Linked DNA regions of Mus musculus: all the other regions are linked to region 3. Evidence: chromatin contacts called from public HiChIP or PLAC-seq and promoter capture Hi-C data. All regions are on one chromosome and are shown on one strand. Each heading gives the region's core, a stretch centred on a gene start, on an enhancer-like site or on the middle of the called end of the contact. The rest is flanking DNA. Distances are from core to core; before and after follow the strand shown.

Region 1 (2,700 bases), core at 37-2,536, 550 kb after region 3:
CTGGTGTCTGTTTTCAAAAGATTTAAGGCAATTGGCTTACATTCAGAGAAGACCCTCAATTTGTGTCTTTGAACATCAGAGCCTGGAACAGTGGGCCAGGAGAATGGTCTTTAAATTGTTAGAAAACCATGGAGAAGGAGAGGCAAGGCTACCTTTGCTTATCCTCAGGCTAGAAGGCCAGAGACCAAAGTGACCATCGCAGAGTCAGGGAGTCTTGGTGCCTGGTTCCTGGAAGTTTCCCAGCATACAGGGTCTAAGCTCCTGTACTGGATACTGGACAAGAAGAAAATAAACCCACAACCAGTGAGTGTTCTCCTAGGTTCTTGCTGACTTCTTGATGGGGAAGATCTGGTCAAGAGAGTGGCTAGTTCTCAGCTATGACGGTGGGTAAGTCTCTCCGTGATGTTTTTTTCTCTTGTAAAAAATGTGTATGTGTCCACAAGTGTGTGGAGGCTACAGGTCAACATCGGGTGTCTTCTTGATTGCTTTGTTCCTTATTTTGTGAGACGGGGTCTCTCACTGAACCTGAAACTCACCAATTGCCTAGCTAGCCTGGCTGACCAGCAAGGTCCAGAAAGCCACACAGTATCACCACCTCTGGCCTAATTCCCATTCCCTTTGCAATGGGAATTGCAAACTCACCCTACCACATTCCAACTTTTACACCCTTGCTACAGATCTGAGCTGGGTCCTCATGCTTGCATCCCCCTCCCCCAGTCTTGGCTCTCTTTCTTTTCTTGTGCTTGTTCTTTATCGAGACAGGGTTTCTCTGTGTAGCCCTGGTTGTCCTGGAACTCACTCTGTAGACCAGGCTGGCCTTGAACTCATAGATCCGCCTGCCTCTGTCTGTGCTGGGATTAAAGGCCTGTAGCACTGTTCTCTCTCTCTCTCTCTCTCTCTCTCTCTCTCTCTCTCTCTCTGTCTCTCTCTCTCTCTCTCTCTCTCTCTCTCTCTCTCTGTGTGTGTGTGTGTGTGTGTGTGTGTGTGTGTGTGTGTGTGTGTGTGTGTGTGTGTGTAGTGGGTGGGTGTTGGTGGTGTCTGCAGTCTCTAAATCACATAATTAGGCAGTGGGGTGGGCGGTGAGTAAACTGGACAAAACCTTGAGCTAGTTAGAACCTTGCAATGGAATTAACTTTGGCCCTTGCTTGGCTGTACAGGAGGGGCGGGGTTACTTTAATGCTTGCTCGGGAGAAGGCGATTGGCCCTGGGGAAATCCTAGGGGCGGGTCTAGTCGGTGGTTGCCATTGGTTCTGCCGGCAAGTCAAGGGATGGCAGCGAAGGGGGCGGAGCTCTCGAGGGGAGTCAATTGGTCCGCTGGAGCCCACCAAGGGATTGGAGCAGGCAGGCGTGCAAACCTGCACCCTGTAGCCCCCAGCCAGGAATCAGGAGGCAGCCACCTGGAAGCTCACGGGGCCTGCAGCGGGGCGAGGGGCGCTCGGGGCGTTGGCACGAGCGCGCGCGCCTGCGTCGCCTTCTCGGATGCGGCGAGGACGACTCTGTGTCGCGACCTGAGCCATTCAACAGCTGGCCTCGCCCGCGGCGGTGGAAGAGAGCGACCAGGAGGGTTGATCCTTGACACTGCGGCGGCTGGAGGGAGGCGGCGGCAGGAGCGGTAGCGGTTCCGCTACCCCAGCGGAGCTAAGCGTGAAGGTACAGCGGCTGCTGAGGCTCCCGATAACACCCCCCCCCCCCTTTCTGAGAATCGACCAGGCGGCTGCGTCCTTCTGCGTCCCGGTTGGCCGGCCGCCCTGGCCTACCGGAGTCTTGGGTGCCTGGGAGGCAGGGCCGCGTTGGACCCTGAGTGAGGACTTGGGAGGGGTTTTGGAGAGAACCCAGGTAGCCAGGCCTGCTCTAGGTGGAAACCAGGTTTTCTAGAGATGCCCCTAGGCTTTCCCCCTTGGATCCATTCGGCTGCTCTCTTGGGTCTTGGTGCCGCACTAGGGGGCGCTGTGGCCGCTGCTGCAGCTGAGGTCACTGGAAGCTTTTCCTTAGGGTGTACTAGATTGCTTAGGAAAGCTGAAGGATGCCCTCCTCCCTGCTGTATGCAAAAGCCAAGGGCTCTGGTTCTCAATCTGCTTCAGTGACATTCATTCCAGTTAACCACTACCCAGGGTCCGTTGCCTCTGCCCACTGATGACCACCAAGGGCCTTGTGAGGTTCCTACCGTGGATGGAATTAAACTGCTTCTAATTTGACCCAAGAAAGCAGGGTAAACCTCTAAGCCTTTGGAATGCATAGTCTTGAGCTTTGAGTAGATGGGCAGAAGTATCAGGGAAGAAAGCAAGTTGGGGAGCCTCATGTCTTGGATACTGCTGTCTCTGAGCATGTTGGTCACTGGGACTAGTACCATTTTTACATTTATCACCTGCTTATGAAACCAGTCACTACCTGAGCACTTTTGAATGTCACTAACTCTAAACATGTGTTGATTGGAACCCTGGAACTCTGAATTGCAGTATGGGGACTACCTGGGTCTTTTTATTTCCCACAGGGTTTCAAAGATGGTACCCATTTTACCTGATGTTCTTCCTGTCTCAGATCTACCTTTGAAACCTCATACTGTTGAAATACTGTAAGATTGTGAAGTATAATTGATAGGGATGCCTTTTCAATTCTGAAAATGTAGTGGGGATCTCTCAAATTCAGTTTTTTAAAAGAAAATTTTTTTTAAAGCATGTGAGATTCTGGTAGCCACACATT
Region 2 (2,700 bases), core at 154-2,653, 710 kb before region 3:
TGGTAGCTGTGAGAAGAAAGAGGAGTAATACAAGAAGACGGGGGAGCTGACATCTCAGACACTGCAATGCCACCCAGAGACTAACCGCGAGCAGACAGTCAGGGTCAAATAAGATCACCCAAAGGCGGGGAGGCGCCGGGCAGTGGTGGCACACGCCTTTAATCTCAGCACTTGAGAGGCAGAGGCAGGTGGATTTCTGAGTTTGAGGCCAGCATGGCCTTCAAAGTGAGTTCCAGGACGCCCAGGGCTATACAGAGAAACCCTGTATCATGAGAACAAACAAACAAACAAAAAAAGAGGTAGGGAGGGGGGTCAGGGACTGGGAGGATTGGTTCAGCCACCCTAACTACACAGACTATAGGAGAACAGAGCTTGATCATTTTTCTGCCTGGGCCTGATCACGTGGACTCCCCACTGTCTCAGCCTATGCCACCTCAGAGAACTAACTCATATCCTAACAATTACCTCAGCCATTGTCCAGGCCCAGCCATGATCCTACTACAAACAAAACCCACTAGATGATAGAGCTCAATGACATTTTTAAATTTGGGGGACACCATCAACTCTGGGGAACTTCTCTGATTTTTCCTCAATCTCTATCTTGGTAAAACTTGCATCCAGAATTGTTTACCCCACACACATGCCTTTGACCTTCACGGCTGTGAGACAACAGCTTTGGAGCCAGTGGCCAAGGTGGATCTTGGAAGGCCACGAATGTCCTTGGGACACCCCGGGACCTTGGGTCAAATACAGCTAGGCACAGAAAGGTCTCTTCCCACACAAACACTCCATGAGATTAAACTTGTGGATGATGGTGGGATTGAACCATGTTGGGGATACAGTCTCTCAGGAGGATGTCACCCTGGCAGTTCCTGAATATTTGCCACCACACAGGGCTACTCAGGGCACCACAACCAAAGAAGGGGCAGTGAAGAGTATGTGCATCCGGGCAAACCATGATGTGGACCAGACGTGAGAGAGTTCAATTGGTACCACTTTATTAACTGGTATGCCTTTGCCATTTGCTTTGAAGGGAATTTGCATAATTTAATAAAATTATTCAGCAGGGCTCAAAGGCCTGCTGAGCTTGAGGAGGTCTTTGTGTTACTCCTTGTGAAGGAATTTGAACCGTTCAGGAATACCGGTGCCCCCCAAGGGATACAGGTGTCCCCCAAGCAGCACCTTAGAGCCAGGAGTTCTGCACCCGTACACGCCCAGTTGCTGCATTCCTTTTGAAAAGGACTCTGCTCTTTGGAGCTCTGAACTGCTTCTGCCTGTGCGCCTCAGGGAAGAAGCCCACAGCCACTGCGACTGTGCGAGAAGTCAGGACAGACCGCCTCTCCGGACAGACCATAATTTGGGTGAGGCGCCAGAAGAAAAACCCTTCCGGGTCAAGGATCGGAGCAGAGAGATATATATTCAGGCTCCGGAACTGTGAGGACACAGCGTTGGAAGCCTCTTCGGGAGCAGCGTCGGATCCAGAGATTCTCGCTATGGAGACTCCTCAAGACAGCCGCCAAAGCATCCAAAAGCCTCCGAGTCCGGGAGCCGAGGAGGACAAGGAAGAACAGCATGGTGAGTAAACTGGTTCTGACTGGACTTGGGTAAAGTTTGGGGAGAAACGGTGGGTGGAAAGAAGAGTGGACAGGCACTTCAGGTCGGTTACAGAGCCCCTGCCTGTGCTTCCTCTCCGGGCTTTCCAGGCATCCCTGGGCCATGATGCTCAGATCTTTATCTCTATATCTTCCTTCTGTCTTTCAGGTGGGAATGCAGTGGTCTCCGGGGCTGGAGAGGAAGGAATAGACAAGAAAGAGCTTGTTATGAGCGGGCTTGCTCAGGGTGGGCTTGATCAGGGCGAAGGCGCTCAGGGCGAGGTTGCTGGAGGTGAGCAGGCTCAAGAAGAGCCTGCTCCATTGAGTCCAGCTCAGGAAGCCACTGGAGGAGAAGAGGAGGGAGAAAACAAGGAAGGAGAAATGGAAGGAAGACATGCTGGTGATGGTGCTTCTGGCCCCGAGGATGACAACATCCAGGAAGAAGGCGGCGAAAACATAGATCAACAACCGCCGCAACAAGAGGCAGCCATTCCTGAGGGCATGAGAAATCCACAGGCTGGGAACTATCTGGCTCACCAGCGGACCCGCCGCACCAGGTTCACCCACTCTCAGCTGCGTGATCTGGAGCGCCTTTTCCAAGAGAATCGCTTCCCCAGCTTGCGAGTAAGGTAAGCAGATGGCCAGTGCTTCGCGCCACATTTATAGGTAGTGCATCGGGTCCAGAGTGTCCTTTGGCTCTCCCTGGCCCTCTGATTCCCTCCAGAAATAATGGCACCTGCCCCAGACTGGCGCCTGCAATTAGGATCTTCCGCCTGCAATTAGAACTGTCAGCCTGCAACTAGATCCCAGGGTAGGGGTGTGGGAGCTATGCGGACTGGAAACAAATGTTTTGTTGCCCTGTTCAAGACTGGGAAATTTAGACAATGTTTAGTGTTGTAAATGAGTTTCCAGAAGTACGGGTGAGAAGTCTGGGGCGTGGCTAGGAAGAGCAGGAGGGATTCCAACTCGCGTTAAAATGTTGCTAGTGCTTTTCATCCCAGACGCTCTCTTCACTGATTTTACATTGTCAGTTCACCAAAGAGACATCTGTGTATTGGGGGACACCCTTAGATTTGGTCTGTGGAAGAAACCCATTGCTAAAGCTAGG
Region 3 (2,736 bases), core at 115-2,614:
CCTATGCTATAGTCATGGAAGTTATTTCAGGTCTAGAATTCCAGATAATACCTATCTTGAAGCTTTTCCTCTGGAGCCCTACTCCATCGCCTACCTTCTCTGCCACTTCCCTTTAGAAAGAAAGAAAGAAAAGATTTTAAGAAACAACAAAACATTTATTTTGAGACTGAGAATTATGGAAAGTCTAAATAATGGAAACTGGACTCTCCTCTATGTCTTCTAGAGAATCAGAAACACCACCCTCTGCTTCAGCTCGATGCTTTCCCAGTTTAGCAATCAGTTCTTTGGCTGGATTAAAGACGCCATTGGTCTGCTGGTCACAGACATAGCAGCGTGAGGTGGTACGGAAATGCTGCAATGCACAGCGCTCGCAGAAATAATGCCTACACTTGGTGACAACTGGATTTTGGAAGGTCTGGCGACAGATGAAACACTTGAATGGTATTTCCTCATCATCGCTTCCCACTTCGTAGTTTTCGTCCTCATAGACACCATAGCGACCCTCATCAAGCTCACGTTCGATCTGCCACCCGTGCTTGTAATCTGAACGATCATGGAGGAATTTGCAGCTGTCCCCGAAGCCGCAGAAACCAGTCTCCTTGTAGTCCTTACAGATATCGGGCTGGTAATCCCAGCGCACGGTGGCACGTAGATGCTCAGGAGCTCGGATAGGGCCTTTCCTCACCATCCCGGAGGAAGCATTGCCCATGGATGTATCCTTGGGCTTCACGTACTTCTGATAATTATTGATTCCCCGATAGATCTTGTCATCTTCCTTGCCCCTCAGCTCCTCCTGGATCTTCTGGCTCCGCTCAAAGATGGACTGTGCATCTCGATCCTTCTCAGTGTCCAGTTCGTAGACGGCGGTCGCCCCCATATCCTCGGGCCCCACGGGTTTTGCCGAACGGGTAGACTTGTAGACGACGCCGAGACCCTCCGGTTCATTCTCGTCCTCGCTACTCAAGCCGCCATAGGTTGCCTTCTGTTTAGCGCTGCCACGCGTCTTCTGGATCATCGGATTGTGGGTCGCTTGCTTCTTCTCCGGGCGGACCACAGAGCTGCCTTCATCACTGCTGCTGCAGCTGTCCCCGGAGCCTGCATCACAGAGCCGGCGCTTTCGGCGGCCCGCCGCTCCTTTCCGCCCAGGCTTTTTGAAGAGGAACGTGCACACCTGACGGGTAGAATTCCCGGGAGAAAGTTGCTCCGCCATTTAGAGATCCCCAAGTTCTGAAACTGCCGCGACGTCCGGGACCGCTTCGCGTCGTCACACTCCGTGGTGGTCTCTGATGCAGCGGATCAGATAGGAGGAGTAGGACGACAGAAAGAATCCTGTCCGGGAACGCTTGCTGGACCGCGAACGCCAGTCACTTTTGGGCCCCCACAGCCACCGTCGCTTCCTCCTCCGGAGCCGTACGGGGCACCGCCCCTCCCGCGTGCTGCCGGAAGAGAGGTAAAGCCGGGTCACCTCTGAGGAGCCGGTGACGGGTTGGCGTGCGAGTAACGGTGCGGAGATGTGGTTCGAGATTCTCCCTGGCCTCGCCATTATGGGGGTGTGCTTGGTCATCCCCGGGGTGTCCACTGCGTACATCCACAAATTCACCAACGGGGGCAAGGTAAGGCGGCCGACTCGGCCGCGGGTGGGGGACGGTGGGGGACGGGGGCCATTTATGGTGGGGGACGGTGGCCGTTTGGATGCGCCTTCGCTCTGTGAAGAAGAAGCCATCTAAGGGGGATCCTCCTCTTAATGTTGCCTGAACGCGGAGACTTGGGATTCCACCTTTTAACTTTAGTAAAACATAGCCAGTTTGAGGGCTGAGGAGGAGTGGCCCAAAAGGCAAAATCTATTCGGCAGTTAGCAAGGTAGATGACAAGAGTTGGGCCCTGGTTCCTAGGCAGAGGGAGAAAGGTGTTAGTCATGTCCCCGCTCCTTCCCATCGTTCATCTCCTTGCGGACACTGTTTAATTGATTTTGGTGGATGTATTTGTGCCTTTGAGTGCAGGAGCCCGCGGAGATCAAGAGAGGTCCCCGGGTCTCTTGGAACTAGTAGTTAAAGGAGGCTAGGAGGCAGCAGAAGTGGGTGCCACGAATCCAGTCCACTGCAGGAGCAAAGAGCAGTCAAGTCCAGGAAAGCTGGTACTACTACAGTGAAGCCCCGTCTCAAAAAAAAAAAAAAAAAAAAAGAAGTAGTTGAGAGGGGGAGGAGGATAAAGGAAAAAAATCAGTGGTGTTGGTCCCCTCCCCCAACTCAAAAAGGGAGAAGGCTGAGAAGTCAGTTGCCATCATGGTCTGGTTTCATTTAGGAGATTTTGGCTTTGTATTAGTCATTTAGCTTTTGTTTTAACTTTGTCAAGATTTACTATCTATGTATGTGTCTGCTGCTGTCTGTGTGCACCCATGAAGAGTAGAAGAGGGTATTGAATCTCTCCTGGACTTGCAGTTATGACCCCTCCCCCCCCCAAATAAAATCCAACCAACTTGGTGCTGGGAAGCCAGTTGAGCACCCAAGAATAGCAGGCAGGTACCCTTCCCCTCTGAGCTATCTCTTCAGCCTCTAGTATGTCATTTAAGAAAAATTGTGGGGTATATCTTTTTACTGGGTCACTTATATTTATAAACTGCCTTGTCCTTTATTTAAAGGAAAAACGAGTTGCTCGTGTTCAGTACCAGTGGTATCTGATGGAACGCGATAGACGTATCTCTGGAGTCAATCGCTACTATGTGTCCAAGGTAAGATG
Region 4 (2,761 bases), core at 23-2,522, 830 kb before region 3:
TGGGGACTTTTGATTTGGAAAGCAGTAGAATGATTTAAATGAAGCTTAATGTGATATCCTGGTAGGACTATGAAGACTTTTTTACTAAAAGTGTTTTTTTCAACTCCAGGAAATTGAAGTTCTTTGAGGTATTCCCAAGGATAAACCATAATTGAACAAGCTCATTTGTGACTCAAAACCAAATATATAAGCATGCTCAGGGGATAAGGTATTAGCTTGTTCAGGAGTACATTGAAAAAAAGCAACATATACTTTATTCCCCACTGACACCTATAGAAACACAGCATCATTGTCAACACTGATGTGGGACCAGAGGCTCTACCAGTATGCTTTCTCCTGTGGGCTTTCTCAGGATCCCAACAGGACTGATACAGCCATACCACAAACCACAAGCTGGCAAGAGAGGACAACACCCTGGTTTCAGAAGAGGGACTGACCCTCTTTTGAGTTAAATCACATGAAGACCACATGGTACTTCTAATTCTAGCCCCATTTAGCAAACTTTCTCTCATTATGTTGTGACTCTTCCTCCTGGATCTTACGTGGCTTGCACTTTGCATAGCTTAAAAAAAATCACAGGTTTAAATAGGAGTCCAGGTTTTATTATATTATATTATTATTATATTATATTATATTATATTTATTATATTATTTATTATATTGGCTTGTGATGCTGACTGATGCTGCCCTACGGTGCCTTGACTTGCACTTCACAGTGATCACCTGCATAGACATGCTTCTTGAGAACTATGACAATACCTTTTCCTGAAAAAAGACATTCTCTCTTGTCCTTGAAACAAAGTTAATAATGTGCACTCAGCAGATCTTTGAGTTCAAGGCCAGCCTGCTCTACAGAGTGAGTTACAGGACAGCCAGGACTACACAGAGAAACCTTATCTCAAAAATCCCCCAAACAAAATAAACAACAATATAACAGAACTGCAGCATATCGCTTGATAATATCTGTGTGCTATTCTGGATCAGTAAAGTAAAACTGTCCTTGTAAAACTATCCTGAAAGATCTATTCCTCATTTCTTGCCATGAATTCTTCAATGGAAAATTGATGGAAAGATTGACAGGTGACAATTCTAAACTTATTCTCTAGTCACATTGCTAGCTTGGCTGAAGCATCATCACCTTCCCCAGCATGACTGATTACACAGACCCCCTCCCCTCCCCCACTATGTCAGAATAGCAATGATCTCACAATAGGAGGTGGTCTGACTACCAGCTCAGTCTGGAGGAGTACACAGAACCCCACCCATCCTCATCCATTACCACACTCATGTTAAGCAGGTTGGCACCAGCCCAGACTGGTGAGTAAGAATCTATTCTCATATTGCCAGGTGCAGCTGGGGTTACACAGTCTGTACAGCAGCCCACAATGGTGAATTCCCAGGTCAGCCAGAGCCATTTTCATACTCCCTGGCCTACTGGGGTCAATCAGAATGGACACCATCTCAGTTTAGTAAGATATCCTGGGGTATCCTCCTAATACTCCCTGGTCTAGCTTGGGTTGAACAGCCTTTACGGTAGCCAAATAACCTAGTGTAGGATCAAGAGCCCACCTTACTGAATCATCCTGACACTCAGATTTGAGTTTGGGTCAAGCAGTTCACTGACCAGCCAAGTCTGGTTAGTTCCCCAGACCCCTGCCCTTCTGCAACTGTTCAGACAAGTGATTCAACACACAGTCCCAGGAAGACAATGTACTAAGCCATTCTAGTGAGTACCTTGTGTCCCCACCTTCCTGTTGCATACACTTAGAGCCTGAGCAACAAACACCCCAGCCTGTTGAGTAATCATGACTCCCTCTCTAGTACTTTCCTCTGACTCCCAGGCCTAGTTCAGGTCAAGCAGTTGAAAATAGTTGGTATGTGACCCACAACTGTGAATTCCTCTAGAGTCTTTGGCCTAGCTGGTGTCAAGCAGCCCAGGCTCCCGACGAGACTAGTAAGTTATCAAAACCTTGCTTGCCTTCCCTTTTAATCTTTAGTCCCAGGGCTAGTTTGGGTCATACTGTCACACAATGTTGCACAGTAACAGCCTTTTTTAATTCCCCAGAACCTTGCTGATCTACATTATTACCATACTCCTAGACTCAGCTAGTGTCATAAATCATGGCTAGCAATGAAGACTGGTGAATGATCAAGAAATTTATCTTCTACACCAGTCTTGCTACCATGCCAGATGGTGCCACATAGCCTGAACATCAGCCTAGGCTTATGTGTCCATACAATCCTTGCCTGTCTAAGTCATCTTCATAGTTCCTGATCTAGTTGGGATCAGTCAGAATGTTCCCTGTCCCAGTTTCAATAGAGCTCAAGCTCCTACCCTACTGGTTGGTGTCCTAATATTCCTGGACCTTCCTTGGGTTACATAACCTCCACCCCAACCAAGCCATGTATAGAATCAAGAATCCTATTGACAAATTTGTGCCTAGGTAGCTCACATATCAGCCCAGATTGGTGCATAACCAAGAGCCTTCCAATGCCAGGGCATCCCCACAGTCCAAAACTGTGCTTTTTGTTTGTGGGATTTGAAGAGCCTGGCCTCTATCACTCTCCTCATATTCCCAGGCATAGTCCCATTCAAGCGGCTCCCAGCCCAGCCAAGACTCCTATATGGCCCAGACCCTTGCCCCACTGCACGTGCTTAGAGTACAAAGTGATCTCACTAGTACAGGCAGACTACAGACCACCTTAGCCAGGTGAGTGGTCCTGACCCTGACCCTGCTCTTTCCCACCGTTGCCACTCTTC

What was found. Promoter capture Hi-C pulls out the DNA fragments that hold promoters and counts their contacts. HiChIP or PLAC-seq counts read pairs in DNA pulled down with a chosen protein or histone mark.
Region 1: a contact with region 3 is called in a promoter capture Hi-C map of erythroid cells, with 30 times the contacts expected there. The contact joins the promoter of Akap17b here to the promoter of Ndufa1 in region 3. A contact is called at or near these places in 3 of 39 promoter capture datasets (erythroid cells, liver and pre-B cells) and 2 of 484 Hi-C or Micro-C datasets (embryonic stem cells and uterus).
Region 2: an H3K4me3 HiChIP or PLAC-seq map of stem cell-derived neural progenitor cells shows a contact between it and region 3, with 8 times the contacts expected there. The contact joins the promoter of Rhox9 here to the promoter of Ndufa1 in region 3. A contact is called at or near these places in 1 of 39 promoter capture datasets (embryonic stem cells), 2 of 484 Hi-C or Micro-C datasets (both in embryonic stem cells) and 2 of 115 datasets of contacts at active chromatin or transcription factors (embryonic stem cells and stem cell-derived neural progenitor cells).
Region 4: an H3K4me3 HiChIP or PLAC-seq map of stem cell-derived neural progenitor cells shows a contact between it and region 3, with 6 times the contacts expected there. The contact joins the promoter of Btg1b here to the promoter of Ndufa1 in region 3. A contact is called at or near these places in 1 of 39 promoter capture datasets (cranial neural crest) and 2 of 115 datasets of contacts at active chromatin or transcription factors (embryonic stem cells and stem cell-derived neural progenitor cells).

The regions. Positions count from the first base shown.
Region 1 is chrX:36,644,000-36,646,699 of GRCm38.p6, reverse strand. It overlaps Akap17b (A kinase (PRKA) anchor protein 17B), which reads left to right and starts at 1,286. Exons shown (of 7, transcript NM_001081956.1): 1 at 1,286-1,650.
Region 2 is chrX:37,900,473-37,903,172 of GRCm38.p6, reverse strand. It overlaps Rhox9 (reproductive homeobox 9), which reads left to right and starts at 1,403. Exons shown (of 4, transcript NM_023894.1): 1 at 1,403-1,575; 2 at 1,762-2,221. The coding sequence starts at 1,494.
Region 3 is chrX:37,189,866-37,192,601 of GRCm38.p6, reverse strand. Ndufa1 (NADH:ubiquinone oxidoreductase subunit A1) reads left to right here and starts at 1,364. Exons shown (of 3, transcript NM_019443.2): 1 at 1,364-1,613; 2 at 2,639-2,728. The coding sequence starts at 1,512. It overlaps Rnf113a1 (ring finger protein 113A1), which reads right to left and starts at 1,380. Exons shown (of 1, transcript NM_153503.2): 1 at 135-1,380. The coding sequence starts at 1,210. The coding sequence ends at 185.
Region 4 is chrX:38,017,326-38,020,086 of GRCm38.p6, reverse strand. It overlaps Btg1b (BTG anti-proliferation factor 1B), which reads left to right and starts at 1,272. Exons shown (of 5, transcript NM_001243943.1): 1 at 1,272-1,317; 2 at 1,906-1,954.